7 separate regions of the Mus musculus genome follow, and all the other regions are linked to region 5. Evidence: chromatin contacts called from public ChIA-PET and HiChIP or PLAC-seq data. All regions are on one chromosome and are shown on one strand. Each heading gives the region's core, a stretch centred on a gene start, on an enhancer-like site or on the middle of the called end of the contact. The rest is flanking DNA. Distances are from core to core; before and after follow the strand shown.

The links. ChIA-PET counts read pairs in DNA pulled down with a chosen protein or histone mark. HiChIP or PLAC-seq counts read pairs in DNA pulled down with a chosen protein or histone mark.
Region 1: a contact with region 5 is called in an RNA polymerase II ChIA-PET map of memory CD8 T cells, with 94 read pairs. The contact joins the promoter of Eif4a2 here to the promoter of Bcl6 in region 5. A contact is called at or near these places in 1 of 39 promoter capture datasets (cranial neural crest), 4 of 115 datasets of contacts at active chromatin or transcription factors (effector CD8 T cells, embryonic stem cells, memory CD8 T cells and 1 more) and 2 of 9 other capture datasets (adipose tissue and liver).
Region 2: an H3K27ac HiChIP or PLAC-seq map of the NIH/3T3 cell line shows a contact between it and region 5, with 12 times the contacts expected there. The contact joins the enhancer-like site here to the promoter of Bcl6 in region 5. A contact is called at or near these places in 19 of 39 promoter capture datasets (the 3T3-L1 cell line, 3T3-L1-derived adipocytes, the C10 cell line and 15 more), 3 of 15 datasets of contacts at CTCF or cohesin (embryonic stem cells, large pre-B cells and pro-B cells), 39 of 484 Hi-C or Micro-C datasets (3T3-L1-derived adipocytes, B cells, the C2C12 cell line and 25 more), 44 of 115 datasets of contacts at active chromatin or transcription factors (the 230-238 cell line, the NIH/3T3 cell line, the SCID.adh cell line and 31 more) and 5 of 9 other capture datasets (adipose tissue, embryonic stem cells, liver and 2 more).
Region 3: a contact with region 5 is called in an H3K4me3 HiChIP or PLAC-seq map of bone marrow-derived macrophages, with 14 times the contacts expected there. The contact joins the enhancer-like site here to the promoter of Bcl6 in region 5. A contact is called at or near these places in 17 of 39 promoter capture datasets (the 3T3-L1 cell line, 3T3-L1-derived adipocytes, the C10 cell line and 11 more), 2 of 15 datasets of contacts at CTCF or cohesin (embryonic stem cells and large pre-B cells), 13 of 484 Hi-C or Micro-C datasets (the AML12 cell line, B cells, bone marrow-derived macrophages and 9 more), 36 of 115 datasets of contacts at active chromatin or transcription factors (the 230-238 cell line, the NIH/3T3 cell line, the SCID.adh cell line and 28 more) and 4 of 9 other capture datasets (adipose tissue, embryonic stem cells, macrophages and 1 more).
Region 4: a contact with region 5 is called in an H3K27ac HiChIP or PLAC-seq map of regulatory T cell precursor, with 4 times the contacts expected there. The contact joins the promoter of C730014E05Rik here to the promoter of Bcl6 in region 5. A contact is called at or near these places in 1 of 39 promoter capture datasets (the HPC-7 cell line), 2 of 484 Hi-C or Micro-C datasets (both in CD4 T cells) and 2 of 115 datasets of contacts at active chromatin or transcription factors (regulatory T cell precursor and thymic regulatory T cells).
Region 6: a contact with region 5 is called in an H3K4me3 HiChIP or PLAC-seq map of bone marrow-derived macrophages, with 13 times the contacts expected there. The contact joins the enhancer-like site here to the promoter of Bcl6 in region 5. A contact is called at or near these places in 24 of 39 promoter capture datasets (the 3T3-L1 cell line, 3T3-L1-derived adipocytes, the C10 cell line and 16 more), 6 of 15 datasets of contacts at CTCF or cohesin (CD8 T cells, embryonic stem cells, large pre-B cells and 3 more), 53 of 484 Hi-C or Micro-C datasets (the 63-12 cell line, the AML12 cell line, the AtT-20 cell line and 29 more), 53 of 115 datasets of contacts at active chromatin or transcription factors (the 230-238 cell line, CD8 T cells, DN3 thymocytes and 37 more) and 5 of 9 other capture datasets (adipose tissue, embryonic stem cells, liver and 2 more).
Region 7: an H3K4me3 HiChIP or PLAC-seq map of bone marrow-derived macrophages shows a contact between it and region 5, with 16 times the contacts expected there. The contact joins the enhancer-like site here to the promoter of Bcl6 in region 5. A contact is called at or near these places in 22 of 39 promoter capture datasets (the 3T3-L1 cell line, 3T3-L1-derived adipocytes, the C10 cell line and 15 more), 3 of 15 datasets of contacts at CTCF or cohesin (embryonic stem cells, large pre-B cells and pro-B cells), 7 of 484 Hi-C or Micro-C datasets (the CH12 cell line, the HPC-7 cell line, bone marrow-derived macrophages and 4 more), 34 of 115 datasets of contacts at active chromatin or transcription factors (the 230-238 cell line, DN3 thymocytes, the NIH/3T3 cell line and 22 more) and 4 of 9 other capture datasets (adipose tissue, liver, macrophages and 1 more).

What each region holds. Positions count from the first base shown.
Region 1 is chr16:23,105,027-23,108,858 of GRCm38.p6, reverse strand. Eif4a2 (eukaryotic translation initiation factor 4A2) reads right to left here and starts at 1,391. Exons shown (of 11, transcript NM_013506.3): 1 at 1,039-1,391; 2 at 226-271; 3 at 8-140. The coding sequence starts at 1,067.
Region 2 is chr16:24,731,791-24,735,507 of GRCm38.p6, reverse strand. All of the region lies in intron 7 of Lpp (LIM domain containing preferred translocation partner in lipoma), which reads right to left. Among named protein-coding and RNA genes, the nearest start is that of Mir28a, 94 kb to the left of the region's middle. Within about 2 kb of position 2,012, at least 49 of the 459 cell types and tissues checked have an H3K27ac peak or open chromatin away from gene starts, as enhancers often do. A contact at or near this core is called in the C2C12 cell line, the C3H10T1/2 cell line, the HL-1 cell line and 8 more, where this site is marked.
Region 3 is chr16:24,783,935-24,787,632 of GRCm38.p6, reverse strand. The region is part of intron 8 of Lpp (LIM domain containing preferred translocation partner in lipoma); the gene reads right to left. Among named protein-coding and RNA genes, the nearest start is that of Mir28a, 42 kb to the left of the region's middle. Within about 2 kb of position 1,747, at least 4 of the 459 cell types and tissues checked have an H3K27ac peak or open chromatin away from gene starts, as enhancers often do. A contact at or near this core is called in acute myeloid leukemia and bone marrow-derived macrophages, where this site is marked.
Region 4 is chr16:23,173,733-23,177,100 of GRCm38.p6, reverse strand. It overlaps C730014E05Rik (RIKEN cDNA C730014E05 gene), which reads right to left and starts at 1,821. Exons shown (of 3, transcript NR_155420.1): 1 at 1,698-1,821.
Region 5 is chr16:23,986,819-23,990,571 of GRCm38.p6, reverse strand. It overlaps Bcl6 (B cell leukemia/lymphoma 6), which reads left to right and starts at 1,720. Exons shown (of 10, transcript NM_009744.4): 1 at 1,720-1,997. It overlaps Gm31527 (a long non-coding RNA gene), which reads right to left and starts at 2,305. Exons shown (of 2, transcript XR_384770.3): 1 at 1,344-2,305.
Region 6 is chr16:24,877,673-24,881,005 of GRCm38.p6, reverse strand. The region is part of intron 9 of Lpp (LIM domain containing preferred translocation partner in lipoma); the gene reads right to left. Among named protein-coding and RNA genes, the nearest start is that of Gm22672, 4.8 kb to the left of the region's middle. Within about 2 kb of position 1,890, at least 35 of the 459 cell types and tissues checked have an H3K27ac peak or open chromatin away from gene starts, as enhancers often do. A contact at or near this core is called in the 63-12 cell line, the SCID.adh cell line, SST interneurons and 7 more, where this site is marked.
Region 7 is chr16:24,858,452-24,861,912 of GRCm38.p6, reverse strand. The region is part of intron 9 of Lpp (LIM domain containing preferred translocation partner in lipoma); the gene reads right to left. Among named protein-coding and RNA genes, the nearest start is that of Gm22672, 24 kb to the left of the region's middle. Within about 2 kb of position 1,357, at least 47 of the 459 cell types and tissues checked have an H3K27ac peak or open chromatin away from gene starts, as enhancers often do. A contact at or near this core is called in acute myeloid leukemia, bone marrow-derived macrophages, centrocytes and 2 more, where this site is marked.

The DNA.
Region 1 (3,832 bases), core at 142-2,641, 880 kb after region 5:
GTTTTACCTTTAATACAAGGGATAATAGCTCTTTGCTGAATAGCTGAAGGCTTCTCAAAACCATATGCATAGATGCCTCGAAGAAGGGACTCCTTTAAATTCATATCATCAAAGTTATCAACAATTTCATTCCAGTTGCTCTGTAAGTTAATAATGAAACTATGAATAAGACATGAAAAAAAAATGTACCTTTCCAAACCTTTAACGTCCACACCCACTCCTTACCTCGATGACACCATCGGGGTCCATTCCCTCTGGGCCGCCATGTTCTCTGCTGACAACAACACTGCAGTTAGACATACTGCTTCCAAGCCACGCAGAGACCCTTAAAGGGCCCTTCCACCCCGTACCTCATTCCCCTCCGCGCCCCTGTGCTCTGCTGAAAACGCCTCAAAACCGGCCGCAATGCTGCGAAGCGCCATTCGCCCTCCCCAACAGCTTGGGACTTGGACCCCTAAGTATAGACGCCCCTTTACTCAGTGCCCTAGGACCAGGCCCTCCCGCTTGGGAAGCGAAGCTCTCGCGAGTGCTCCGCGCGCCGAGCTCCGCCCCTAACTCTGCGCAAGCCGGCGTGATTGACGCCGAAAGGCCCAGGCAGGTCCATGCCAACGGCTCCGTCGCTCCGTTTCACGGTCCAGGGTGATCGTCCCCTGGCCGTCCAATCTCCCATCTCGACAGAACCCTAAGAACGCCAGCTCGCGCCACTGGCCGCCAATAAACCTTCGGGTCCCGGTTACCCGCCCCTAAGCAGTCTGCGCCACGGCTCCGCTTGCCATATCCCGTACGGGGAGGGGCAGCAGCCAAGATGTCACAATGTGTCCTAAGAAAGGGCATCCTTAATACTCCGTTCTTGTATCCGTCCTGTCTCCCCAACATCTGGAGTCTTACCATCATGGAAGCTTCTCGAAGGGCACAAGGAGAAGTGTGTGCCCTAAGAAAAAGCCCGCATACCTGCAGTGTGGCCGCCAAGCAACCCACCTCAACGCGGGTCCTAGTGACCTTGACTACAGGCCACCGGCCGCCCCGGGAGCGCCGTACCTGTTGTAATCCGCGGAGCCACCAGACATGATCCGAAAACCCACTCAGCGCCCGACTGAAAAGACAGGCGGACGGCGCCGCCCGTTTTTTATAGGCTCGCGGCCGGAACCCGTTTCTCGCGGAGGAATTTCCTTATTCCCCTTTCGGAAGCCACAAAATTGTACTCCTGGAGTTTGTTACCGGAGGTGAAGCCCTACAGGAGTCGATGACAAAATCCACATTTCACTATTACTTGGTATTACAGCGTTCCCGGAGATCCACGAATCGGGAACGGGTCTGGGACTCTTTGCTTTCGGCGGAAGAATATTGCAGCAGCGCGACCGCGCGCCGCGCTCCTCGGCCGCCCTGCTCCTACGGGGTTTCCGCGGCCCTGCCGCAGAGGCCGGCGGAGCCCTGGGCGCTTAGGGCGGAAGCCGGTGGCGCTGTTCGCTGGCGGGCGGCGTCTCCAGGACGCAGCTCCGGGCTACCTGCGCGTCAGCGTGCCCTTGGTCCGAGCCACCGCGTTCCGTGCCGGAACAGAATAGGGTTACCCCGCCCGTTCTCACTGCTGTTTAATGTGACAGGAAAGGGCTACCTGGCATTTCGCCCAGCCATTTAATATCCATTCAGATCTGGAACGTGTGAAACCCCTGCCACGGAAAATGTCGGCCACCCAGCACATCCTAGGAAATCCAGTTTGCAGTTCTATTTTTGTAAGACGAGAAGCACAGTGTGTAGTATCATTAACAGATGTCCCTAGGGTGGTGATTCGATTTTCATCTCTTTCTGGTCGGTCGTCTTCAGCTCTGGCTTAAAAAATAATGCTAATAATTTCAACCTAACAGGTGCGAGAAATGACTGATAGAATCACTACCAACTTGTGCAAAGGACCTGTCATTCTTTGTAACACAGAAATGTAAATGGGTGCTTCTGGCAGACTCAGCCCTAGCACTTCAAGAGCTGATTGTCTCTTCTGGTAAAACAAAACAAAAACAAAAAACAAAAACGATTTTAATCATCTAATATTGCCTTACTGAAATTGAGACAATATAGTTCGTATTGCTCGTAATAAACTTGCATGGCTGCATAAGCCTAGACGTTTCCAGTCAGCCACAACTCGAGCCCCTTGCAAAAAAATATAAGATATTTAATCCTTGAATTTTAAAATATGAAAGTATCCTGAACACTCAAAAATTTTTCTCATTAATTCAGAAGACCAAAGACTGACTAACCAGAGAAGGAAAAGGCTCAGTTTGGTAATTTACGAAAAGTATTTGGCTCTAAAAAGATTAAATTAGATTAAATTGTATTTGTTTATTTATTGAGTGTGCACCTCAGCGCGTGGAAGTCAACGGACGACTCTTAGGAGTTGATTCGTCTCCTACTACTTGGATCCCACAAGTGGGTCCTGGGGATGGAACTTAGGTCAGCATGCCCTAAGGCCAGCATTGAATCATCTTGCCAGCCCTATGTGCTATCCTTACTCAAAAATAAAACCTGTACTTATTTGGAAGTTATTGTGTCAGAAACTGTTACAAAATGATGACAAAATAGAGACCGGGTGTGGTGACATGGACTTTTAACCCTAGCACTCAGGAAGTGGAGGCTCGTGGATCCCTGCAAGTCTTAGAGGGTTCAGGCCAGCAAGGGCTATATAATGAGACCTTGCCTCAAGGGACAAGTGAGTGAGTGACAAAATGGATTGGCCATCCTGTGTAGAGTCTCTTTCAAAGTTGCCATAAAAATAAAAATAAATAATACTTCCTGATCTAAGAAACTCAACAAAGTTCAGTTTTTCTGAGGAAGACTACATGTGCCTAACAGATGTTTTCGTTATGGTTAGTACTGTCATTACATGCCCTGAGGATTTTCCTAAGTCCCTTAAGAGGAAATATTTAAGGCTAACCTTTAGACTATAACTGTGGAAGACATTTTGTATTTAAAAAGTATAGTCTGAGTATGGTCACACATGTCTTTAATCCCAGCACTCATGGAGGCAGATGGATCTCTATGAGTTTCAAGGCCAGCCTGGTCTACATAGTGGACAGTCAGAGGTACATAGTGAAACCCAGTCTTGGAAAAAAATGACAATAATAATAATAATAAATTAGAAGATAATAAATCAAAGTCTCCATCCCCCATGAGGTGTTTCCAGTAAACACTGTGCTTATCCTGTTCTCACAGCATAAATAGCACCAAGTAACTCATGAGCTAAAAATAAAGCATAGATTCTTAAGGTTTTGTAAGTCTGTATAGATGGAGTTGACACCAATATAAGGATACTCAGCTATCATCTGAAAGTAGCCTTATCAAAGTTAACTATAAATACTCTTAGTGGCCAGGCAGTGGTGGTGCAAGCCTTTAACCCCAGCACTTGTGAGGCAGAGGTAGAGGTGCAAGCAGTGGGATCTCTGAATTTGAGGCCAACCTGGCCTACAGAGCAAATTCCAGAACAGCCAGGGCTACACAGAGAAACTGTATCTCAAAAGTAAATGAATGAATGTTTATATAAATATAAATGTTCCTTAATAATCTTGGAATGTGTGAGACCAGTTATACTACAAATGGTAATTAAAAAAAAAAAATCTTAACCAAGCCACAGGCCTGTGATTTTACCTACTCAAGAGGCAGAGCCAAGAGAATCACAAGTTCAAGGTGCACCTGGGCTAGAGCATGGGCAAGAGCCCCCTGAAATACATAAATACTGCTTAAAAACAAAACAAATACGGGGCATGGTGGTACACGCCTTTAATCCCAGCACTGGGGAGGCAGAGGCAGGTGAATTTCTGAGTTCAAGGCCAGCCTGTTCTACAGA
Region 2 (3,717 bases), core at 763-3,262, 740 kb before region 5:
GGGTACTGATATGCTCTAAAAGGACTGGATGCAGACAGTAGAGCAAGCTATATGCTGTGTGGTCAGAGAAGTAAAGGAGACAATGTTATCATAGGATAACAATGATAACAGTGTGGAACACTTACATCACAACTCCTGCATCTATGACTCCAGGAACTTGGAGGAAGAGGGGTTAGAAAGACTCTAAGAGTCAAATACCACGACAAGGGCTCTAATGGCCATGTAGAAGAGGGAAACTTTCAAAGGATTCTACACCAAGGCTAAATCTATAGGCTGCTAGCAGAGGGAGGATTAGTACCTCGCAGAGTGAGCCCTTCAATAAAAGTGGTTAGCCATGAAACTCTATACACAGAAAAAATACAATATATGGACTCAGCAAGATGTATCCATATAGTCTTGATTTCATATATATGCTTGTGTGTGTATGCAAGAGTAATAATCAAATAAAAAGGCGTGATCAATTTGATAATGGGTCATGAAAGTAGCTGGAGGGTAGCTATCTGGGAGAAGTTGGGAGAAGAAGAGGGAAAAGAAAATGAGGTAATTCTATTTAAATTAAAAAGTTATTAAAGATTTTAAAAAAGATAATCTTTTAGTTCAATTGCTATCATCGAAAAGCAGAATGTAAGAATAAGGCTAAGGAGAAGAGGCAACAGCCAACCCCACAAAGACTGAGAACAGGCAGTCACTCTTGGACAAGCAATGTTTCTCTTTCATCTCAGGTTGGAAGATCACCATTTTTTGCTTACTGTCCCTGGGACCAAACAGGAATTGGAGGCATCTAGATTTCATTAAAATCCAATCAACTGGCTTCAAGGAAGTGATGGTCTGGGAAGACCTGAATGAACCAGTTGTCAGCCAGCCTGCTGCTTTTAACACCCTACTGTGTGGACTTCTGTTTTCCTAGTCAGTCCACAGATATCCTTCACAGCTAATCCCAATACATACCTCAGGCTGGTTCTATTTCTTTGACAAAACCTCTGGGACATTATGAGGGCTTCTGTAGATCTTTGACTTTGGGTAGAAAACAAATCATAACAAATATACTGGTGTCCCAAGACTAATATGCTCTCCTACTACATTAACATTTTTCACCATGTAAGAAAAATAGGCCAGATATTTTTAAAGAACCATGACTTCCTCCTAAGAATGTAGGAATGTATCTCCCACCAGCTTCAACAAGGTGGGGGCATGAATCTCCAAGTGCCACAGAACAAAGGGGAGCAAGTTCAAAAACAAAATTCCTCCCCAAATCAGGCAAATTGTTTTGAACACACACACACACATTAACTTTATGAGTACATAGTGTTTATATATAATATATATATAATATATATTATATATACATATATATACATATATATATACATATATATATATATACACACACACACAGACACACACAAGAAATTTATTGAGAACAGTACTTTGTTTCAACAGCATCATTCTTCAGGACAGTATATCAGGACAGTGCTTAAAAAAAAAAACCCACAATTGTCATTTTCTAGCCAATGGCTACATAGTAGCACTATGGTTGACAAAAACTTTTAAAGCTAAGCACTTACCTCCTTCTGTTTTTTTTAAACTCCATAATATTTAGAATAATAAAATTAGATCCTGACTAATTGACATTTTTTTCCATTTTTTATTAATTGCTTTAGTTTTCCCAACTTTTTTTCTTGATCACAGACTCCTGACAAATATACTTTTTTTTTTTCCGCATTGAAATACTTACAAAGAGAGTAAAGGATTTAAGAGCGCGCTGTGACATCTTAGGGCTGAGACTGGTGAGAACCAGGTTTCAAATGCAGGCGTCCTACCTATTTTCCTCCTTTTGTTCTTTCCTCTACATATTTCTGCACAAAAAGGCTTAGAGTACATCCCCATCCACAGAAATATATTCCTTGTAAATACTTCAGGGATGCTTTTGGCATGGCTTAGAGACTGCTCAGGCCACAAGAATCCATGTAGGAATGCTGGTTAGCAGAGCCTGCCTTGTCTGCTTTTTGGTAATACTCAGTGAAGGCCAAGTGCCTATGAATCATGACAAAATTATTCTTACTCTCTTATCACCTCTCCCCCTTTGGTAAGTGATTGACTATTAGACACAGGAAGTGCATGTCACTGAATAAATTATGAAAAGTCAAGACTCCATCTGGGCTGGAACTGAGAGAGAGGGAAGATCATTCATGATAGTAATGGAAGCTTCAGTGAGCCCTGGAAGGAACATCTACTTAATCCCAAACATACCCCAATGCTGAACCTGTGCTGCAGGCATTGAAGGCTCAGGTAGCTGTGGTATACTCTGCTACACCGTGACCCACTACAAGTGGCTGCAGAGCTAGCCTGGACTGCTGCAGCATGGACTGATCAAAGCAGGTAAAGTGTATGAAGGGGCTGCAGGAGCTGTATTTAAATCTATCAGAAAGAGTCCCAGGAAGGAAATAAGTTAAAAAAAAAAAAAAAAAAACCTCACACCATAGACGATATTTAGAGAAAATGAGAAGAAAAAATAGCTTAAGGTACTGGTGAGCAACATCCCTGACTGAGAAGAAACAAGCCAAACCAGTAAAAGTGAAAGCATAATAGGAAAGGATGTGGGAAGAGAAGGGGATGGAGGGAGAGGGAGGGAGAGGGGGGAAGAGAGAAGGAAAAGAAGGGGAGGGGAAAGGAGCAGGAACTGTTATCTCTGGGGAAGTAGAAAGAACTATTTCCTCAAATGCTGACATTCATATTTAGAATCCTAACTATTCCTTTGTTTTAAACATACTAGGTCAAGGATTCATATATGCAAGGACAAACCACTTCCTTTAAAGCAAAAACCTCACCTTAGTTTTCAGCCTTACTATAGTTGAGATCTAGGTTTCACAGTGTCAGCTGTGAAAGATACAAGGGACTGATTTTCTAGAAAGAAAGGGGGAAAGAAAGAAAGAAAGAAAGAAAGAAAGAAAGAAAGAAAGAAAGAAAGAAAGAGGAGAGAGACAGAGAGAGTGAAGGGAGAGAGGGAAGAAGGGAAAGAGGGAGGGAGGGAGGGAGGGAGGGAGGGAAGCAAGGAGAAAGGGACAGGGGAGGGAAGGAAGAGTAGGAAGAAAGGAAGGAAGGAAGGAAGGAAGGAAGGAAGGAAGGAAGGAAGGAAGGAAGGCAGGAAGGCAGGCAGGCAGGCAGGCAGGCAGGCAGGAAAGAAGGAAGGAAGGAAGAGAAAAAGGAAGGAAGGAAAAGGAGGAGAGAGAGAGGAGTAGAGAGGTAAGGAGGCAGAGAGAGACCTGGGGAGAGAGGAAGGGAAAGACCTAGAGAGGAATAAAATTATAGTTTATATCTTTATAAATATAGCCATACGAACTGCATATATCTAAATATGTATATACATGTGTATAATGGGTATATATATATATATATATATAAAGGCACACATAATGATTCTTATAAAATTAATAAATATGCTAAATTGCATATTTAATACATCTACAATATGCTATGGTTTGGATCTAGAATGTCCCAAAGCACTGCATATATTCAGCACGCTCCTAAGGATGGCGCTGCTAGGCGAGCCACTGGACAGCAGAGCATACAGAATGAGGTTATAGCTTGAGAGCAGGCACTGGTTCGGGCATGCTGGGCCTTAGGCTCCATCTCTAGTTTCATTTCATAAATATGAAGCAAGCAGTTATTTTTCCATGTGCTCTCTATGATATTATTCTGCCATCATAACAGGTCCCA
Region 3 (3,698 bases), core at 498-2,997, 800 kb before region 5:
AAACAAGCCAGGTTACCAGAGATAAGGCTACTTGGACATCTTTACTTTCATGCACAGTTTTAATTCCCCAGGTCAGTAGGCTCACTAGTGAAACTGAGACTATAGCAACTCTGCCTTAAGCCATTCACAAAGTTATAGATTAGATCAAGTAAATTTATATGACCCCATATAATCAATTAAAAAATATTATTAGTATTTTTGATTTTTGAAGGGCTAGCCTGTAGGACTGTATTTGTAGTCCCCAGGATTCTTTCAGTATATATAACTCTAGGATTGGTTTTGTATGATATCACTACTGCAGGCAAGCAACTGACACATCTTAGGTGAAACCTTGAGGGAAACTGAGGAAAGACTTGATGCTTGGATCACTGACCAAGCGCAGTACCATATCCTACCCATACTACTTACTTTGGGCAACAAACCTGATATCAAGAAAGAAATTGTTCTGGATTAAAGTGGGCCCTGCATATAATGTAAAACTCAGAAGGTATCGTAGGCTACCTTAACTTTAATTTCATCACAGCCAAAATGTCATAAAACATTTTCCTACAAATTTACTTGAGTTTACATTCATTAATCCAATATAAATTATTTTAAGTATTCTTTGCAAGTCATTTTTAATCTCTTCTTTCTTTTATTTACTTTTAATTTAGTATTTTTACTTATTTACTTTACATCTTGCTCAGCTACCCCTCCTGTCACCCCCTCCCACAATTCTTCCTCCAAGGCCCCTCCCCTTCTCCTTCTTCTCCTTGGCAGGTGGGGCCAAGAACTGACAGGGCAAGATCAGACTCCTAATCCTATCAGGAAGAGAATGTATAAACCATTTTTCTTCTAAATGGGGTGTTCTACAAATATTTTCTCATGGACAAGCAAGGAAGGGCAATAAGCTTTCCATTTCAAAGCACAGCACGCACAGTGCAAGTTAGCAAAGATGTCACTGTGCTTCTAAGGCTCAGATCCTATTGGGACTTGGCTCCTAGTAAACTTCAACTTGCTGAACTGGTAAAGCCACAAGTCAAGGGGAGAGCCATTGAGTACATATGGCTCTCAGAACTGTCAATGGAAAATAGATGATGCTGTGGAATGGCCATGTAAGTGAGGCAAAGACTGCAAGGATTTGAAAATTTCTTCTGAAATATTTCTAAAGAAAGTCATACAGAAAATGGTATCTTCTTTTCTTTTCTTTTCTTTTCCTTTCTTTCTTTCTTTCTTTTTTTTTTTTTTCTTTACTATTCCACTGTGCTTTAGGGGGAAGTTCTAAACCTAAACGTCTAAGGCTGGAGTGGTTTGCTTTGGAAGACACTGGGTATCACACCACGAGTTTTAGGATGATGTTCGGAGCATTAAAGGAACCACTGCACATGCTACACTACTTGCCAGTAGTGGATTTTGTGTGTAAATATATTTATTGTTTATTCTTTACTATATTCCATTCTGAAGGTGCCACTCTATCCTTTTGCAAATATGAAAGCTGAAATTAAGAGAGTTGGTCAACTCAGAGGTACATAGTTAATAGAAAGCACAGTCATATTTTGAACCCAGTACTGTCTAACTGAAATGTTTTTGACCTTTCTCTGTTCCTGTTCTGTATTTACCACTTCCTAACGCTGTAGTAAGGTATCCTGACAAAAGCTACTCAAGGGAGAAGGGCTTCTTTTGGTACAGTTTGAGGGTACAGTCCATCTTGGTGGGCAGTCCTGACAGCTAGAGCTACAGACAGTTGGTCACATTTTATTCTAAATCAGGAACTGAGCATGTTTGTGCTGCCTGCTCCTTCTTGCTCAATCCAGGACCAGCCTATTGCAATACTGCTGCCCACAATTAGGATGGGTCTTTCAGCCTCCATTTACCTTATCTAGAAAGTTCCTCACAGAGAAGCCCACAGGCCTTGTTTCCATGGTAATTTTAAATCCCATAAACTAATAGTTACCTAGTAATGGCTACTTCCACTGAGCATAAGGTTCAAGAGAACTATCACTTACTGAGTTATAAATGTGCTCAATAGCTTACTATTTTCACTGAGCATAGAAAGTTTCCTTTATGATTCCTTTCTCATAACAAAACTCTGAAAATTTTTTATTCCACATTATACATATATAGCATTTTGCAATGCTCAACCACAAATTCTATTTTAGAAACATTTAAGAAGTATCAACTTGGAATAAAATATAAAATACTCCCGGGGAGATGACTGAACTTTTGTTAAGGTATATGCTAGCAGAGTTGAGAATGCTTTGTTACACCGAGAAGCCACTAAGTTCAGTGGTTCCACCAAACCTAGAAGAATGTTAATTCCCAGCGTAAGTCATTTCTGTGTTCAGAGGCCCACCCTCTCCAAATCTCTATAGAACATGTGAGTCTTGTAACACATTGTCTTCTGCAAGGTGGGATTTGTTAATCAATTTTCCATAGTCCTCTTTGACCAGAGCCTTTTCTGGTACCTACACCTTTCATTCTTGCCAACCATGAAGGTGAATTTTTATTCTCCTCTCCTGGCTTCCATTTGCTCAAAAATCAAATTGGAACTTTTCCTCTATATATACCTAGTAAGAGTATCCTATCTTACTATAAATATTAAACACTCTCTCTGCCTTGGCACTATTTTCTGTTTGCGTTTTTCTCTCTCTCCTCTTCTCTTCTCTTCTTCTCTTCTCTTCTCTTCTCTTCTCTTCTCTTCTCTTCTCTCTCTCTCTCTCTCTCTCTCTCTCTCTGTGTGTGTGTGTGTGTGTGTGTGTGTGTGTGTGTGTGTGTGTAAACACAGAGCCCAGTGCATGAATAAGCACTTAATTTGGTACAAATTTTGAGTGGTTTGGAGCAATAGTTCAGATATGTTCTGCAATATGCTTAGAATCCCAAGCTATGGAAATAAATAAAGAGTTGAAGCTTTAATTATAAACTCCTAGGCTTTTAATACTGTACCAAAAAATGTATTTAAGGAATCTGGTTTCTTTTGGAGGAATTCACAACTGACTACTTTTCTAATGAAAGTATCTGGGGAATTCCTTTTCAGGCTTTTACAACATACGCATGCCACATAGCACAGCTTTCCTAGATGATCCGCTAGTGGGACAAGACTCCAAGGTCGGACACCTGTGTTAGTTATCTTTTCCATGGCTGTGATAAATACTGTGACGAAAACAACTAAGAGGAGAAAGGGTTTGTAGTTCACAGTCTGAGATTACAGTGCATCACAGAAGGGAAGTTCCAGCCAGAGGAGCATGAGGCAGCTGGTCACACTGCATCAACTGGGGAGCAGAGAATTGCTGAGCTCAAGCACTCATATCTCTCTCCTCCCCCCCCCTACCCCTCCCTCCCTCTCTCTCTCTCTCTCTCTCTCTCTCTCTCTCTCTCTCTCTCTCTCTCTCTCTCTCTCATGCAGTTCAAGAACCAAGCCCAGTGGATGGTGCCTCTTACTTTCAGGGCTGGTCCTGGTTCTCCCACCTCAATTAACCTAATCAAGGTGATATTTCCCAGCATTCCCAAAGATGCTAGTCTCAGGTTATTCTGGATCCTGTTGTTAATACTGTAATGTTTATTTAATGGAATCTGACAGCATCATGAGGATGAAGAGATGAGATGTCGGTCTAAGATACTAAAATGGTCTGGTCTCTGGATAAATAGAATAAAAATGAAGAGTCTAGCAAATAAACTCAGGAGAGTTTGCCACAATGCGGCCATATTAACCCTGGATATAC
Region 4 (3,368 bases), core at 572-3,071, 810 kb after region 5:
ACAATTTAACAGAAACATTCAGAACAAAACATAAAAATTTATAATTAAATTTAAATTAAAGAGAAAAAATCCACTCAGCCAATGCTGCAATCTGCGTGGTTCTCCAAAGCAGGGAGCTGAGAATCTGTTCCCTAACGCAGCAGTGTCTGGAGATGGGGCCTAATGGGGGTCCTTGGCTCTTGTGGGTTCCATACCCATGAACTGATTCATGACACTACAGAAAGAAGTCGCGATGGAGGAGGTATGGCCGTTGCTCTTCAGCTGTCTGACCTGCTGAGGCACAACAGCCCTCCCATCTAGAGAATGCAATATTCAAAGGACCATGCCACAGTCAGAGGCCAAACCCTGACAAAACACTGGCACATTGGTCTTGGATTCTCCAGATACCAGAACAGTTAAAAATAAATTTGTGTTTCTATGAACTAACCAGTCTCAGGGATTCTATGGTAGCAGAACAAAATAAACGAGAATAGATATCAAATTTAGGACTGCTCTTCTCTTCAGAAGGGTGTCAAGTCCTTAAGAGAAAAGCTGCCAAAGATAAGAATGCAACAAACAGGCATTTACTTTGTGGCAGTTTTAGCCTTTAATTTGGGGGAATGCAGTACACTAATTAGAGGCATTCTTGGATAAGAAACATGCATTTCTAGACCTAAGGTTTGCTTTCATTTGAGGAGAATGCTGCCTTTTCCATATGGTTATGGGTGGCTACTTTCATGGAGAGTCTTGTTCATTGATGTCCTGTCTCCACTGACAGCCCTATGGGCAGGGAAAGATAGCAGGCTGAGGACCAGAAGCACTCGGAAATTTGCTAATTCAAATTTCCTCACCATGGCCCATCCTTACTAACCTCTCTGGTTTGATTTGACTTGATTGCTGGAAGGCTTTTCTCCAGAACAGGAAAACGTTAGGGAAGTGCTGACTTTAAGGAAAACAGGGATAAGGAAAGGATGTTTACCCAATGAAGGAGGAAGTCAGCGTCTGTGACCAGAGCACAAGGGGAATGGTGCCTCTGGTTATCTGGCCAAGGGATGCTGCCACACACACTTCCTGTCTCTTTCTTGGAATCAGTAATTGACTCAAGCATAAAATAAGGATAAGAAATAACATAATTAGGAGAAAGGGCTTATCAGTTGTGATCAACTCCCAAAAGTTCTTCACCAACAGACATCTCTCAACCTTAGAAGATATTTTCATAAGACCCAAAGTTACATAAATGCTGAATACCTCACTCTCTACTATCCATAATGTTATCCTTCAACATATAGACAGCCCTAAATTAAAATACCTCAAAATACAACATGAAAATCAAAGGTACCAACAAGTGCATTGAAGGCAGTACCCCTCAATGCAGAGGCAAGACACAAAGAACTTCCGTGGACTTCCTAGGAGGAAGTGATCTTCCTTTATCTCTGATTGTCCAAGTGGCAAGGACAGCACAGAATGTGTTCCTGCCTGTACTGACAGACATGTCAGTTTCTCAAGATTCACTTGACGGGCTAGTGATGAGGCCAAACCCATGTCTGTTTCTCTGGAGTGGAGGCTGGGTCACTCACAGCCACCTAGCACGCAATGACCTTCCCCTCTTTCTCTTGACAATAACAGCAGTTTAACTGATGAGACAGAGAAATGGACCCTATAACCCCACATGCCAGTGTTACCATTCTAATGTAGTCTTTTCTCTTGAACTCACCCACCTCTGCTTCTGTCTTCATTGCCAGTCCAATGACAAACAATACCAACTCTGACCTATGAGCATCAGCTGTATCAGCAGGTGTCCTTAGCTCAGTGCCCATGTGCTCCTATGATGCTCCTGCTTAGAAAGTGTTTATTCGCTTTCTATCTCAAAAAACTGATATCTAGATATGTACTGAAATGTGGTGCGTTGAACCTTGCCAGTTCAGTTGCCTTTCTGTTTGGCTTTTTCTGTAACACTTTTTCCACAAGCTGCCCTGAACTTCTCATTTTGCCTTATCAGCCCATCTCTGCTTTTAACTTCTCCTCCACGGTCTTCTGTGAGTGGGTGCTATCTCTTGCTCATCTCAGTTTAGTAAGCGCCTCCTCCTTCAAGCGGTACCTCTGATACAAAGACTTCCTGACTGACTTGGAGTGGGGGCCTAGAACATCCGCTCCTCATAAATGGAAATCATATCTTAGTCTTTTTATGATAACAGTAGGGACATGGCCTTTCTCTCTTTTTAAGATTGATTGATTGAGCCTTTCTACAAGAAGGAACTGTTCTCTTATGCTTTCACTAAGGCTAACTCGCCAGCTTAGGCAGATGTACGAACTTCAGAGTCAGTGAGAGGCCCTGTCTCAAAACTCCAAATGGTGCACATACACAGGAACACTTATACATGCACCACACACACATGCGTACACCACACACACAATAATAATGAAAACACTGGGAGATAGAAAGTTCTGTCATGGGCTGGTGAGATGGCTCAGTGGGTAAGAGCACCCGACTGCTCTTCCGAAGGTCCAGAGTTCGAATCCCAGCAACCACATGGTGGCTCACAACCATCAGTAACGAAATCTGACTCCCTCTTTTGGTGTGTCTGAAGACAGCTACAGTGTACTTACATATAATAATAAAATAAATAAAATTAAAAAAAAAAAAAAAAGAAAGTTCTGTCATGTTCATTAGTAAACATAAGTGATACTGTTAAAATGGTCATAATATTCAATGCAATCTACAAACAATGCCATCCCCATCAAAATCCAAATGACATTCTTTATAAAAATAGAGAGTATTGATCCTGACGTTCATATGAAAAAAACAAGACCCAAAATAGCCAAAGAAATACTGAACAAAAGCCACATTGAAGGAATAACACCTGACTTCTAATTATAGAACTTCAGTGACAAAATGGCACGGTACAGACGCAAAACCAGATCAAGGGAAAACAAGGACAATCCAGCTACTGCTATGTGGTTCTTGCTAAAGGTGCCAAATGTAAACCTGAAAAGTACAAAGTCCTCAACAAGTGGCACTGGGAGCTCTGGAAAGTCAGACACCATAGGCCAGTCTCTCAGAATATGCAAAACTGGGCTCAAAGGTGACCAGCGACTTTAATGTAAGACCTGAAACTCTGAAACAACTAGAGGAAAACAGAGGGCAACGCGTCAAGAGCTGGACACAGACAAGGACTTCTTGGAGAGTACTTCTGCAACTCTACATCATCATCACCATTTTCCAGGGATGTGGCATTTTCATGGTCCTCTATAGCAACTGGACAAAGAAAGTTGTAAAGTAACAGCTTCAAACATACTGATGGATACATTCCATAGATGCAGGGATACATTCCATAGATGCACGGATACATTGAACAAACACATTATAGCAGAGCAGGGGAAACTGCTAG
Region 5 (3,753 bases), core at 471-2,970:
CAGTCCTCTGTACCCCACAAGCCAGCAGTCTTCCAGAACTCTGCTTGCATCTCTATTTTTAAGCCCACGTTTAGGGTTGTGGTCCACAAGTATTCATTAGAAATTAATATGTGGAGATATTTTGCGAATGCTTGAAAACCCCTCTGTGATTTAACGAGCCACTTGAAGGACTTTCACAGCTAAAGCCCAGAACAGCCTGACCTTTGAAAGAGTCTTTTGCTCCAAACACTTTGAGTTCATTCTAGTTCTTAAGGAATCTGAATATTATTTAGCTCACACCCTTCTTGCAAGAGACAGACATAAAAGAAACAAGAGTCTCACTCATCCAGGGATGAGTAGGAGGGCAAAAACCCCGACCAACATTTAAATAAGGAAACTGCAGCTATGAACACATAACCCAGGGCCCACCGTGAAAGGAGTCTGCCCTGTATTCACCTTTTAAAATAAAGGAAGAAAGAAGGGAAAGAAAGATTCCGCTCCTCTCCTCCCCTCAGCTCTGCTCCAAAGCCTAGAGGACCCGGCTGCGAGCAGTGCGCCTAGTGTAGCACAGCCTGTACTCAATACGCGCAGTATCTGTGATCCTGGCAGCCAGGCCTTTAGAATTCCCTCAGGCTGATCCCTTCAACACATACTGAAGAGATTTTTTTTCCTTTCTCCCGACGACCTTGAAACGAACCCAGTGGGGGTTTAAAAAAAAGGGTGGGGGGAATGTTCAAGACCTTAAGAAAATAGCAAAATACAAACATGTATTTGGCTTCACAGAATGTTGTAACAGGCAAACATTACACGTACCCACACACACATTTCTAGCATCAAGAAATTTCCTGAGAGTCAACAGTAACAGAGTAAACCCACCACTCGCTGTCCTGGAAAGAAACAAACCAAACCAATCCAAATCCTTTTACATCTCTTTCAAGTGCAGGAAAGCTTCAGCAAAAGTCCAAGAGGAAAAGGAAATTGTACCAAGGGCGGCTGGGGGGCGGGCGGGGGGGGCGGGCGGGGAGCGGTGGTGGTGTTGGAGGTTGGGGCTGTCATATGTGGCCAAAAATGTAAGCTTCTGTCAATGGTATTAGGTTGAAATATTGCACCTTTAGAGAGAGAGAGAGATAGAGAGAGAGAGAGAGAGAAAGCGAGAACGCAGGGAGACAATAAAACCAACGAATGACAGTCCCGACGATTTACATAACACCACAAACTTGCAAAAGGCAAAAATCAGAAGCGGAAAAAAAACCCCACCTAAATCATTAAAATACAACAGGAGCATCCCAAGCCACCATCCCCAAAGGACCCCCCCCCCGCCCCAACATAATTGTCCCAAATAAAAAGAAAACAAATGAACCCACCGAAAACTGCTTGGCAAATATTTTTCTCGTGGTGCCTAATACTCTAGCTGGAAGGAGCTGTGGTATTTATTGTTTTCTCCCTCCCTCGTCTCTCTAAACCTGCCTCTAACACACTTGTTCTAACGGCTCAACTCTCTCGCTCCCTTTTGTGTATTTAGCTCGAGGAGCCGAGTTTATGGGTAGGAGAGGAAGAATTAGCCCCAGACCCCGGGAAAGCAAAGCGCACTCTCCCTCTTATGTCACCGAATAGCAAATTAGTTCTCAGAATTCCAGAGGCCGAGCTTTGCTACAGCGAAGACGCCGACGTCACGGAGCCCACGTGACGGCGGCGGAGCGGGCGGTTCCATCGGTGGCCCGGGGCAGGGAGGGTCGCCTTGTAGCCGCGCGCGCCCGCCTCGGGACCCCCGGTGTTCCGGGCGGCGGTGCTGCGGGAACCACGATCCGCACTATAGGGCGGCGAGCGGCGCGGCCCCGAGGCATTCTGCCGGCCGGGAGGGCGCTGCGGAGCGCGCCGCTGCCACCGAGTCCTCCCCTGCTGCGGAGCAATGGTAAAGCCCGCAGCTCAAATTCCGAGAATTGAGCTCTGTTGATTCTTAGAACTGGGGTTCTTAGAAGTGGTGATGCAAGAAGTTTCTAGGAAAGGCCGGACACCAGGTGATTATTGCTGTTGCTGCCGCCGCCGCTGCCGCTGCCGCCGCCGCCGCTGTTGCCGCTGGTGCCGCTGCCGCCGCCGCTGCTCATGATCATTATTTTACCTTTTAATTCTTTTTTTTTCCGCTTTTGCCAAATGCTTTGGCTCCAAGTTTCCTATGTGTATCTATTGATATAAATGTATCTATTTATTGATTCTAGCTGTCAGGTGTTAAAATAAATGCCGAAGATCAGCCCCACGTCTCTCCCACTGTAGGATCTAGCTTTTCGCATACGTATTCTTCTTCTTCTTCTTCTTCTTCTTCTTCTTCTTCTTTTTTTTTTTTTTTTTTTTTTTTTTTTGCTGTCTTGGAGCGCCTCGGCCGCCTCGGGGAGGCTGTGCCGCCCTGCCCGGTGTTGTTTCGGTGTTTGGAGACGCAGGGGCGCGGGGCGGCGGGCGCTGGGTTGCGCGGCCTGGGAGGGCGGACCGCGGCGGCCCCGCCGGCTTCGCGCGGCTTGGCTTGCTTTCTCTGCTCGCTTGCAAACTGCCTTCCCCGCCGCTGCCTCCCTCCCCGCTCAGTTCTCCCGGTGCCCGCGTTGGCGGCCGTCCACCGGCCCCGGCCCCGGCCCCGGCCCCGCACAGTCCCTGCCTTGCACCCGAGCCGGGAGTCAGCGGGGGGAATGCAAGCCAACTCCTCGGCTGGTTGTTTTATTTTCCCTTTTCTTTTTGGTCATAAAGCCAGATGAAGTATCGTGTCTGCAGTTTCCTTTGAGAGCCGTGATCTTCCCAAGGAGAGACAGTGTTTTGGGAAGGCTTCGCTTGCACGGGGGGCGGGGACGTTGAATACTTTGAAAATTACTCTTTCTTGGTTGGAGTCGAGGCAGTCGGGAACCCGGGTGCGCTCGGTCTGCCCAGCCCGAGGAAGGAGGCTTGAAGGCGGGACAGGGATTTTGGGGGAGGGTGGGAGAGGGGTGCGCGGTTTTTTTGTTTTTTGTTTTTTGTTTTTTTTGCACCTGCGGCGCTTTCAGCGTGCGGGACCCGGGGGGGTCTTGGCCAGCCAGCCCGGAGCTCCGGAGAGGTGGCGGGATTTCTGGCGGCCGCGGTGTTTGTATTTTGGGTGCTGCGTGACTGCGTTGGCTCTCAGCGGTAGTTCCCTCCCTTTCCTAAATTTAATTTCATTTTTCCCCCTTGGTGCAAGCTGTGTTTAAAAAAAAAAAAAAAAAAAAAAGTGGCCCTGGGTATAGCGATAGCCACTCTTCAGATTCCCAAGGTCCTTATTTTGGGAGAAGGAAGAAAAACAGAGCCCCAGCCTGCGTTCCTGATTTGCAAGATCAGGGAGGGAAGAAGGGGTACTTTGTGATTCCTGCTGGGGGACCCCGGACGGGAGGAGCGGGTGCGATAGGGAGATCTTTGTGAGTGATTTTGCAAAAACAGATTGCGAGGTTGGTTGGATTTGCAACCTGTGGCTCTCCTCAAGGGAGGGAGTAGGAATGGGGAAAAGCGGCGGCGGCGGCCCGGGGAGGGAGTGGGTTGAGAGTTGGAACCTAGGAAATGGGCTGCCTGGGGGGCAGTGGGAGCTGGAGGCCACCCCTGCCGGAAACAGTGAACGTTAAATGTCTTGAGAACTGCGGGTTGCGTTGCCTGTATAATACCGCGTTATTGGAACCCTGGCGAGAGATGGAGCTAGTGTTGCAAAAATGAGTTTTAAAGGTCCCCTATGAAAAACAACAGCACCAAACAATATTATTTTAACAGTAAAATAAATAATCTCTGTGTTGC
Region 6 (3,333 bases), core at 641-3,140, 890 kb before region 5:
ATCTGCATCTGATTCCATCTCCAGCACTTGCTTAGCAACACTGAGCTCTCCAAGTGCTGAAGTGACGTCTAGGGAACAGTTATTAATATCCGTATGTATGCACACAGTATGTGAAAATATGCAGGATTCAAAGCGATTAGTGTATTACTTGGAGGTAATGCTTCCCACGGGGACTGAGCTCCTGGAGAAAGCTCCCCCTGCTGTGACTGCCTGCCATACCCACTATCACTCACCGGAACATTTGGGATAAAAATGGTGTCAATTTTAAGGAAACACACTTCTCGATTTCTTTGTTAACATTTGAATAAAACATGAGAAGGCTTCTACTTTCCTCTTCCCCTCCTTCATTCAGAGAAAAAGTCCCTTCACAACCTTACTTTGTGTGTGAGAGGAAATGGTTGTCCTTGGCTACCTTCAGACTGGCAGAACTGCTCAGTTACAAATATTAAAGCCTAAAATCTATTCTAATGAACTCTGGTGAGACTCATATCTTCTAAGCTGCAGACAAATGCTTGGTAAAAGAAAACACGAAGAAACTGTCAGAGTTGATCAGCCTGAAAGAACATTAGAGACATCTGCAGAAGAAAGCATACAATTCTATAGGAGGGGCATGGCTGGGCCAGAAGGAACACTTTCTGGACCACGTGAGACTCTGGGAAAAGGAAAATTTCCTAGGAGTCACAGATGGAGGCTGGTCACATCCTCTCTGCTGTGTGTTCTGTTGCTGTGGTCACCATATGACCAAGAGGCATTTGGGGAGGAGAGGTCTTATCTCACCTTAGAGTTTACAGTGTATCATCAAAGGAAGCCAAGGCAAAAACTCAATACAGGAACTTAATGAAGAGGCTGACTTCAGGCCCATCCTCAGGTACCTTCCTGCAATACCTTCTGTCATCTCAACACAAACTTAGACATGCATTTCTGAGAAGAGGAAATCTCGGTTGAGGGACCCATCTCCATCAGATTTGCCTGTGTGCATATCTATGAGGCATTTTCTTGATTAATGGCTGATGCTAGAGGACCCAGCACACCATGGGCAGTGCCATCCTTGGGCAGGTGGGTCTGGTGTGTATAAGAAAAGGAACTGAGCAAGCTAGTGAAGAGCGTTCCTACATGTTGTTTCTGTTGCAAGTTCCTTTCCTGGCAAGCCAGTAAGCAGCATTCTTCTCTGGTTTTGCTTTAAGCTGTCTGGACTTTGTGTGCTGTGACTAAAAGCATGCACTCCTATGCCTTGCCAGCTACCTTTCTTATACAGCTGAGGCACACTCTTCTTACAGATGGTACATCCTGCAGCCTCCCCCAAAGGAATCGGGAGGTTTTCCTAAGGACTCCTTCAGAGTTTAGTTTTCCAACCCAAGATACATTTTGTAAGATAAGTACATAAACTGAATCAAGGCTGAATCAGGTGTGGAGAAAATCACTTAGTGGACATTTCTGCATAGCCTTTCAAAACATTATGAAAGTGGGAGTGGGTGGGTTGGGGAGCAGGTGGGGGGAGGGTATAGGGGACTCTCGGGATAGCATTTGAAATGTAAATGAAGAAAATATCTAATAAAAAAACAAACTTGGAAATGGCCATATTCTCCTGCTGTCTGTGGAGCATTTCTGAGCAATCACTCTTGTACTGAAGTTGTTCCTTATTTAGGCTATCATATTCAGTAAACACTGCTAATTTTATAAGATGACTAATACCCATGTGCCTAATAACGAGAGAGACAAGTCAAAGGTCCTCCCTTACTGAGCTTATATGAAGCTCAGAAACCACGTAAAGCCATAAAACTAAACAGAAACTAGTAATATTTTCTTGTATCGCTATGTGATCCTATTTGAAGTCCATCTTAAGCAAGAGATACACAGAGGGAGTACAAAGTCAAAGGTCTTTAGTGGCTGTTTGGACCATCAACACAGCTTGGCTCCACCAACATACTACTGAGTTCAAAGTGGAGACAGTTACAACAAATACAGCTTGCTTTATTTCTGAAACAAACTGTGCACATATTTGCGGCCACCCCACTAATTAACCTGGAGATTGCTCCTTTCATCTCCTCCGTGGTTTTCTCCCCCTAGTTACCACATGTTGGGGTTATTTTTTGCCATCTGGGATATATTCAAACTGTTCTCTTATAGGCACCAGAGAGAGGATGGTACAAGTGATTAAGAGACTGAGGAGTCTGACTTTGTAGAAAGATTAAAAGAGCTATATATGTAACACACCGGGGCTGGAGGATGACTAAGGGGTGCCATGATGATGGCTATAAATATCCGCAAGGTGTAAACACTAAGGAATAATTTAGCTTGTGGCAGGTGGTTCAACTAGGAGGGATGGTGCCTCAGAGAAGAGAGATATTTATTAAAGAGTAACTTAGGCACTTCAGAGGTTCCCCATGGGATTTGCTGGAGGGAAACATGAAGAGCAACTTCAAGAACAAGGCAGTGGGAATCGGAGACATGGGCTGGCCAAACTCTTGCTTTTGTAAATCAGTACCTGATCAAGGAAGATGGAGAGGTCTTCCAGCAGTGCTCTGAGGATGGATCCTGAGGACTAGGTGGTCCTACTGTCCACTAAAGCAATAAGGAGAGGGGGCATGAAGGGCAGTGATGAGCCCCTTCGTCTGTCTTGTCTATACCACCACTATCCTTAGGATAGCTTCTGAGGAACTTGCCAACTCCAAAAGATTGTAGAAGAGATTTGCTGAGCTAAAAATCTTGGAACAATATATTAGAGGGTTCTTTTTTTTTAAATTCATGCTTATTCAAAAGATTCTAAACCATTTAGAATAGGTACTAAAGTTATACTTGAATGAACTATTTATTGACCTACTTATGTGGCAGCCTAGCAGAGACAGCAGTAACCTTCATGCATGGCTTGGTAAAAGGCTTTCTCCCTTTTACACATACATGGAATTTCCCAGCTAGCTTTCAAAGCCTGAATCCATTGGCTCCCTGCTACCTTATCAGGATCCTGTGCCCAGCCTCTAAGCCTGCTTTTAGAGGGAATTTCATTCTTATCTGAATCTTGTGGTTTGTCATGTGGCTCCTGAAAGATGTTCCATGTGTTTCATATTGCTTCCCTCTGAGACACTGCTTTCCACATACAACTTTGAACACTGGATTGGTAAAAATTCACAGAGTAATAGAGGAATTCTCATTAAATTTCTAGTAAAATTGAAAATGTTTTAATAGAACAGTTCTTGGGCAAATGGCAACGAATCTTAACATGTAGCTGGAACAGGTAACACAGAATGTGAATATCCACATAAACAAGTGTCAAGTGATTACTGCACAGAGCAGGCATTGGAACTCACCGAGAAGAGAAAGATGAATGGGACCTGG
Region 7 (3,461 bases), core at 108-2,607, 870 kb before region 5:
TCTTTTTTAGTATAAAAAGTGGAGGGAACCAAGCATATAGATGATAAATTCAATCACACATCCTTACCAAACATTTAGCTATTTTGTCTTTCTTATTTCTCTAGTACGTGCCCATTTTCATCCTGAGACTGTCCCCTTTGATGCCCCTAATCATTGATAGTACAGAACTATATCATTTATTACTCACTGCGATCATAATTTTTGCAGTTTAAGGCAAGATAGAAACATCGTCATGAATTACTTTCTCCCTGGATACTAAGATTCGGTTTTCTGCAGAGTTTAGCAGTCTCAGCATTCGGGTTTTCCCCCTTCTCCTATTAGCATGAGTAGTTTCACCTTGCACTTATTGGAAGCAGCTGTCAGCCTCTGGCATGTCTGAATCAGCAGCACCTTTGGTTTTATTCAGAGGCCACATCTACATGGAATAAAGTTACTGGCCATACCCTTTCTGACAGTACGACTGCCTTCCTGGTATCAGCAGTGGTAGAGTGGGCTACTACAGGTGTCATGTGAGGCAAAGGCCCCAGGGAATGCTCATGTCCTGACTGGATGAAGAAGGACGGTGTGAGGTTTCAGCATGTTCCCCACAATGACATGCCATTCAAACCTTACAATCTGTTTCTTTCTAGAATTTTTCACTTAATATATGTAAGCCACAGTATATTCTAGGTAATGGAAACTGTACTAAATAAGCGCGAGTGAACAGGGACTGTGATATCAAGGCATGCCTTGGGATAACTCACTAATTCATGACTAATGAACACTTGATTAGTAACAGCATGAAAAGGAAGCCAGGCTTCCACATGAATGGAAGGATCACATGCGTGCTCCCAATGATGGCTGGAGCCATTCTCTCTAGTTTTATTAAAACAAACAAACAAACAAACAAACAAGATTTGGAGATGGCTCCCAAGGTCTTTTCCATTGTAAACATAGACAAACTCTTCAGTAGGCACCAGGACCAAAAAACCACAAGAACTCAGTTGAGAATACACATGTGAGGGGTTTTCTGACAGCTTGCCTTTTTGTTGAAACTTGGAAGCAACATTCAAATCTAGATGTATATACATTTCCACTTCTAAAGATTGGGTGATCTGCCTTCTGTTGCATTTGGTGGCATCTTTGCACAGCAGCAGTATGCCCCTAGTCCTGCTGATGCGGAAGAACCCAAGGGCAGGTAAAGCATGGCTGCATTGATCCGAAAAGCTGCTTACTTAGGCACTTCCTGTTTTGAAGCGTGAGTAAAAGACAGCAATGCCATCTTTCTGTTCCACCTGGCAAGTCTGTACTCTGCCCCACGAGGTGCCTCTGTGAGATCATCTCAGTCACTAGCAGTGCTACTTGGCAACAGGAACAGTTGTTCTCTCCTGGATCAAGCACAGATCTAGTGGCATGGACCAGCTCCTCGCTGAACACTGACTGTCTCGCCTTCCACGTCCCTACTGCTGGCTCATCACCCTGTTAGTGCTGAAGACATTCTGCTATCTCAAGAGGGAACACTTTCCCTGCCTTCCTTTCTACCAAGTTCTTCATTTTATCATGCCTTTCTTCTCCTTTCTACAGGGGCCGGGGGAGTCTTTCCTTACAGATGCAGCTCAGGTATCAGCCCTTAAGCTACCACTGCTTTCCATGTCCCAAGGCATCCTTTGGTCATATGCACAGATACCTCACAGGGAAAGGGTTATTATACATTTTTGGTTGTCTAACCTGTGACAGTCTATGAGTTTCTTGAGGGCAAAGACTTCCAAATTTATTTATCTTTTCTCCATCCTGGATATTCTGTGCAGTAAAACTCTCATTCACTCCACATAAATCTGTGATGGGCAAATAGTGAGTTTCCCACAAGCATTCACTGAGGCACACGTTGCAACCTTCTAATCTCCCGTGTCATTACCAAACGTACTGACTCACTGAAAAGGAGAAGTGACACACAATCTAGGAGATTAATTCTGTTCGGTTTCATCATCTCTGTTATTTGCTCAGTTATCAAAGGAACTGAAATTGAAAACACACACACAAAACTATGCAGCCCACGGACCTACCACTATGAAAATGTGCTGAGGAGCTGTCATTAGTGAACAGGTGAATCTCAGCAGAAACCAGTGAACACATCCTCCCTTACCAACACATCTATCATGGGACCCCAGACACAGTAAAAACCCCTGCCTGCTCGCTTATGTTCCACCGCAACCATGAAGCAAGACATGATGCAATCCAGAAATATCGTTTTGTGAAATAAAAATGAAAATCACTATTAGTGAAAGTCATAGAACCAGGGTTCCTTACACAGATGTGTCACAGAGGACCTTCTGAAAGTAGTTGCCAGTGTGTTTCTGTCTTCGGGTCTATGATGTGACAAGATGAAACTTGATCAGTAATTCTCAACTTAGATTTTAATTCTATTATAACTAAGAATATGCCATAGTCAGTTAAAATTTGTCAGTGGGTATGGGCTTAAGGATATCTGTGTCTGTTTAATTTTCTATCTATCATCTCTCTACCTATCTACCTATCATCTATCTACCTATCATCTATCTATCATCTATCTATCTTCTATCTATCTATCTATCTATCTATCTATCTATCTATCTATCTGCCATCTGTCTATCTATCATCTCTCTATATACAGACTTATACATGTACAGCGCATATGGGCACATAGCTTTGTCTCATGAAAATGTTGCTCCCTTGGATGATTCTTACTCTTCATGCTTAGAACCCAAAAAGTCTGGACCCTTTCCATTCCAACAATCTTGGTTTGATATTCCTTGGATAACCATGTGACTGACAGAAAGTACAGTAGTATATGGTACTGATGGCAGAATCCTGTAGAACATTATAGCTATGAGGACAAGTGGCTCCATTAGAAACACTTACTTGTTAAGCAAGTCAGAACAGAGACTTCCCTTAGAAAGCCTCCTAACAATCTGTGTGACCTTGGTCCAGGTTTAGAACTGTCTTAGCACTGGCTTTTTCACCCATATACTAGATCTGAGTGACTACCTACTATGCCGGCATGATGAAGCATGATCTATTACTAAAGTATTTAATAAAGTGCTTAGTCCATAATCAGTGTTCCATAAATGGTCATCAGTTATTAAGGGCTGATTTTGTGCTAAATGGAGAAAAATGGACAAGAAATGTCTCCATCTTTAAAGGCTAGGATTCCATTTATGCTAAAGAACTTCAGATTACTCTATCTTGACTTATTTTTCTAGAGCGTCCTATCAGTTAAATGAATATAACACTATACCAATGTCTTGTCTTATACTTTGCTTCAGTATTTACAGTGATCCAACAAATATGAAATATCTTAACATCTGAGCTGGCAATTGCCAATTTTACCTTTGGTTATCATTTGAGATTGGTTCCAAGTTCAGAATCAAGCAAGAGAAGTCAAATTACCTAAGTTTTTGACATTCTGCTAGCCCTGATATTATGCTAATATGCTCACTACTCTC